Regions from separate parts of the Oryctolagus cuniculus genome. Here region 1 is linked to region 2. Evidence: chromatin contacts called from public Micro-C data. All regions are on one chromosome and are shown on one strand. Each heading gives the region's core, a stretch centred on a gene start, on an enhancer-like site or on the middle of the called end of the contact. The rest is flanking DNA. Distances are from core to core; before and after follow the strand shown.

Region 1 (2,700 bases), core at 144-2,643, 35 kb before region 2:
CCAGGGTTCAGGAGGCTGGAAGGGCCCCGGGCCAGGGGATGCAGAAGGGGGAGTCTCCCGCTGACAAGAAGGGATTGGGAGGTGGGTGGGGAAAGCTACAAGCACACCTAGGTGTCAGCCCAGGCCTATGGCGGGGACAGGCCTGTGGCCCAGCAGGGGTGGACCCCTGTATTCCATCCTGCGGTGCTGTCTTCCAACCCAGTTCTCTTCCAATCACCCGGGAGGCCACAGATGATGACCCAAGCAGGGGGGGCCCTGCCATCCATGTGGGAGATCTGGATGGAGTTCCTGGCTCCCGGCTTTGGCCTGACCCAGTCCTGGCTGTTGTGGGCATTTGGAAGTGAACCAGGGGATGGGAGCGCTCGCTCTCTCTCTCTCTCTCTCCCTCCCTCCCTCCCTCCTTCTCTCCGCCATCCCCTCTCTGCCACGCTACCTTTCAGATAAATAAATACAACTTTTAAAACGTAGGTATTTGGGAAGTCAAGTAGGACACTCCAGGAGCCCACGACAAAGGTTGAACCCTATTAAAATGGGAACGATGCTGAGCCCCAGGGGCTACTGTCCGAAAGCTTTGGAGGGAGGAACTGGAAGAAAAGTCGGAGGAGCCGAGGAATCCTGAGTAGCTGAGATCTCTCCCGGGGGCGAGCTGCACGCAGGGTCAGTCCCAGGGCTTTATCTGCGCTCTGCACTACTTTTCTAGACGGCATCGAAGTCCCTGGAACCAGGGCTCCCCCCAGCCCCTGATGAAGACGCCTTTGTTATTGCTACCTCAAGTGACGTCACCAGAGTGCTAGGAGGCAGGCACTGCTTCATCACTAGGGGTTTTCACAGGAGGGCGCTGGGGCTCAGAGGGGTTAACTGCCCGACGCACCACGGCCTGGGGTCCAGCCCCGGCCACCAGGCTCGCAGGCGGTCACCTCCACTCCGTGCGCGGCAGTCTCTGCTCGGGTGTGCGGGGTCAGGGACGCGGTGAGTCGGGAGCCTGCCTTTTACAGAGGTCGCTGGCTTCGGGCTCTGCCGCACGAAGTCGCAGAGGCGCTAGGGGAAGAAGCGCCCAGGGCGCAGAGACTGGAGAGGGTCCCGGCGGGGGCTGCCGGTTCAGAGCCCGGAGTCCCCAGGCGGCTCCGCCACGGCCGGGTAGCGACCCCGAGGTGCCCAGGCAGCAGGTGGGAGCCCAGCAGCCGCCCCGCCTCGGCCGGCGCCTGCGCCCGCCCCACGGCCCCCGCGCGCCGCTGCTCCCGGAAACCCCCGGGGCACCTCCTGCCCTGCGACACGCTCCCCCTCTTTTTTTAATTCTCCTTCGTCAAAAGCGGCCTTGCCAGGAGGATCTATGATTGGCCCGCTCGGCCCCCAGGACAGCCAATCAGCAGCTTGTTGCCGGGGAGCAGCGCGGCCGCCGTGGCCAGGAGGGCGGAGCGAACTCGCCTGCACTTGCCCGGGCGCCGGGAGGTCGCGGCCGGCTGCTGGCTGGGAGCTGGGCGACGTGGGCGGACGTGTGGGTGCGCCTCGGGGAGGGCGGGAGCCCGACACCTGCCTGCCTTCGCGTCCGCCCGAGCCAGCTCCTCCCCGCGGCCGGGTCGTCTCCCTGGCCGCCACCGTGCGGGGCTGGGTGGCGCTGCCCCCGCTGGACGGTTCGGGAAGTCCAGGCGGAAGCGTGCCCGGCGCCGTGAGCCCCGGCGGGGTCCCCTTGGGCCGGTTCTTGGGGGTGGAAAGAGCACAGCAAGCGGGAGACCCCAGGGATCGGGGGTGGGGGTGGGAGGGGTCGGCGCTGAGCTGGGGGCTCAGCCTGGTGGAGGCGGAAGAGGGAGGCAGCGGGGAACGGGGTCGCCCGAACCGGACCCCGTGGTTCTCGTGGGCGCAGGGCTCGGTTACACAGGGAGGAAGTTGGGTGCGCAAACTTGCCCCGCGCAGAATTCCCCTCTGGCCTGGTCCCCAAACCCGGGGTGTCTGTCGCGGTGTCCTGGGCCGCCTACCTCAGTGCCCAGTAGTGGCAGGAATATTAGTAGTGAGTGACATTTGCTGTTGCCTTCTGGGACTCGGGCACGGGACCCCCTTCACCCTCATGTTAAAGGCGAGACCGCTGAGAGCTGGCAAGGACACAGCTGGTGCAGCCGGATTCGCACCCCGGGTTCTGGCTACCTGGGGACCCCGTTTGCCTGTTCTCCCAGGTGCGGGCCTCCTTTAGCTCTCAGAGGGGCTGGGAGGTTGCCTTCTGAGACAGGGCAGGCCCCTCGACTGCGACCTTGGCCGGGCGGTGGGGGCGGGGCTGCTGGAGACCACCAGATGAACCAGCAAATGTCTGTGACAATACAGGAAAGCGGAGCCAGAGTGCCCCCCCCACCCGCCCCCAGACTTCTACCCGGTCCTTGGGGGGCTGGAGCCAGTCTGGAGCAACCCTGCTTGCCAGCAGACAGGTGAAGGGGCGACCACCCCCTAACCTCACATGCTGGCTATTCAGTTCCAAAATGGATCTGGCTCAGGGCAGACCCCAGTTTGAAGCCGGCAGTGGTGGGCAAGGCGCTCTGGTCTCAGACTGCGAGGGGTGGTCACTGCTCTTTCTCACTTCCTCTTCCTTTCCCCTCCTCTAACCCATCCCGCACCCACACCAGGCCTCCAGCTCCCGGGGCGCACCATCTGCCTGGCCTCCCCTTTCCCCAGAGACCCGGCTCCTTTTATTGAGACCTTTAAATAATTAAATGC
Region 2 (2,700 bases), core at 123-2,622:
CCCAGGTCCCCACCAGCCACCCTCCCTGTGAGTGACCCTGTGTTCCTGGAAGCCCACAGAAAGACTGGCCTCCTTGGGCCACTGAGCCAGCCCCAGCCTTACTCAACTTACATAGGAGCGGGCACCTATCACTTGGGGGTGTGGGAAACACCCACGGTGCTGTCCAGGGTTTGTGTCCTTGTCCCATCTGCTCTGCCTCTCCTAGGGGTGTGAGAGAGAAGCTTTCTCCTCTGACACTGATCCACAGCCCCCGTGCACCTCTGTGTCCTCTCGTGCACTGAATGGACGCGTGAGTTTGGGGCAGGGCTCGCGCAGACGCTTTCATGGGACAAAACCTTTGTACCACGCGGGACTTGGGGGACAGATGGCTCTCTGGCTCTGAAGCAGCTTTTCTGTTGTTCCCCTTTCATGAATCAAGCTAATTTTGGATTCACTGGGATCCAGTAATGAACTTGGGAAGGCAGCTGCCTGTGGGAGGAGCCGGGAGAACTGGGCAGGGCCAAGCCCCCAGGAGCCTCTTAGAGAACATTTGGCGCAAGCAGCAGGCGGAAGGGTTCTTAACAGCCTTGTCCTCCAGCCCAGGTGACCTGCAGGTGTGGCCTGGGACAAGCTCACCCTGCAGCTTCCAGTCGGAAGACATTACTGTGGGGCTGCTCACTATGGCCAGGGCCCCTCCTGCCACACAGGGCTCCTTCCCGTGAGCTGAGCGCTCAGCAGGGGGTCCACTGGACGTCCCTGCTGCTTGGGTTCAAATCTTAGCTTGAAGCAGTCACCGCCTGCTGTCTGTGACTGTCCTCTTCCTTAACATGGACATTAGAGTGGTGTCACATGGCATTGTTTTTATTTTAAAGATGTATTTATTTATTTGAAAGTCAGAGTTACAGAGAGGCAGAGAGAAAGAGAGGTCTTCCATTACACTGGTTCACTCCCCAAAGGGCTGCAACGGCCAGAGCTGGGCCAATCCGAAGCCAGCAACCAGGAGCTTCTTCTGGGTCTCCCATGTGTGTGCAGGGACCCAAGGACTTGGGTCATTCTCCACTGCTTTCCCAGGCCATAGCAGAGAGCTGGATTGGCAGTGAAGCAGCCGGGTCTCGAACCAGTGCCCACATGAGATGCTGGCGTCGCAGGTGGAAGCTTAGCCCACTACACCACAGCGCCGGCCCCCTCCCTGATTCTGAAACCTTTGATTCAGACCAGCACACGTGCACATGGCCCTCGCCCGCGTACACACAACGTGGATGCAGATGGCATTCATTCCTACATACCACGTGATGTGTGGATAGCACAGTGCAGGGCACGGCTGGGTCTCCAGCCTGTGAACCCAGACTCAGCCAGCGGAAAAGGCTGTCCCAGCTTCGTGCCATGAAGACTGCGTGCTAACTGAAGCGGGGGGGGGGGGGGGCGCGGAGAGTCATTCCCGGGAGTTAGAGGGCCCAATAGCCTTTGCACTGTCAGAAGCCTGCCTGGCCAGGTGCTCCTGACTTGGTCCATTCATCCCCTCCCCTGCCCAGCAGTTAGGATACAACACTGGTTACTCCCAGAACTTCACGTTCACTGTGTTCATTCACCTTCACAACCGTGCCTACTGCCCTACGGAGACTTCATCAAAGCAGTGGCCTGCCTCCCTGCCCAGCGGGCCCTAGACGGGGTGGGTGTCCCGGCCGTCCTTGCCCTGGGCCACTCCAGGGAGGCAGCGGCAAGGTGGCTCCATGGGGGAGGGGCTCAGGGCCGTGTAAGAGCAGATGACCTCATCACAGGCTGAGTCAACGGGTTATTTGGAGCAGCCACCACGGGGACAGTGCTGGCCATGTCAGACCTGGCTCATCCTCAGCTCTGCAGACAATTCCCCGTGATCTCTGACCTCCCCGAGCAGGGGGGAGTGGATGACACGCTTGCTAGAGCGAAAATGCGCAGGGTCAGGTGCACTCTCAGCCTAAAACAAGAAATTCCCCCCCGAGGGGGCAGCTCTGGCCTGGAAGTCCCGGGGCACCTGCGCTGGCTGTGGGCCTGGGGGGACGTGAAGTAGCCGACTGGGCTCCTGGCCGGGGTTCATGATCCTGTGCTCACAGGGCAGGGGCACAGGGCCTGGCGCCGGGAGGCAGGAGCCCCACGGATGCCCTGGCTCGGTCCCTTCCGTAATGAAAGCTGCAAGGTTGGATTGCCTGTGACGTTCTCTGTACCAAGCAACTCCAACTCCTCCCTCCTTTTGTCATTTGCTTTCAATGTATTAACCTCATATGCATCCTTTTCAAGCCTTTTTATTCAATTTCATTCAACCTTCTCGGAGCAACTGGTTAGTACAGGCAGGACGCTGAGTTGGTGTAAGAAAATCAGTGGTGGGTCGGCGCTGTGGCACAGTGGGTTAAAGCCCTGGCCTGAAGCGCCACCGGCATCCCATATGGGCGCAGGTTCGAGTCTCGGCTGCTCCTCTTCCGATCCAGCTCTCTGCTGTGGCCTTGGATAGCAGTGGAAGATGCCCCAAGTCCTTGGGCCCCTGCACCCGCGTGGGAGACCCAGAAGAAGGTCCTGGCTCTTGGCTTTGGATTGGTGCAGCTCCTGCCATTGCGGCCAATTGGGGAGTGAACCAGCGGATGGAAAACCTCTCTGGTCTCTGCCTCTCTCTGTAACTCTGTCTTTCAACTAGATAAAATAAATCTTTAAAAAAAAATCAGTAGTGAGGCCTGCATTGTGACGTAGAGG

The links. A called contact is a pair of places that touch in the nucleus more often than the background predicts.
Region 1: a contact with region 2 is called in a Micro-C map of ear pinna, with 2.2 times the contacts expected there. The contact joins two enhancer-like sites. A contact is called at or near these places in 5 of 6 Hi-C or Micro-C datasets (ear pinna, embryonic fibroblasts, liver and 2 more).

Annotation. Positions count from the first base shown.
Region 1 is chr13:19,049,649-19,052,348 of mOryCun1.1, reverse strand. No RefSeq gene overlaps it. Among named protein-coding and RNA genes, the nearest start is that of BTG2, 16 kb to the right of the region's middle. Within about 2 kb of position 1,393, at least 8 of the 8 cell types and tissues checked have an H3K27ac peak or open chromatin away from gene starts, as enhancers often do.
Region 2 is chr13:19,014,178-19,016,877 of mOryCun1.1, reverse strand. No RefSeq gene overlaps it. Among named protein-coding and RNA genes, the nearest start is that of BTG2, 20 kb to the left of the region's middle. Within about 2 kb of position 1,372, at least 2 of the 8 cell types and tissues checked have an H3K27ac peak or open chromatin away from gene starts, as enhancers often do.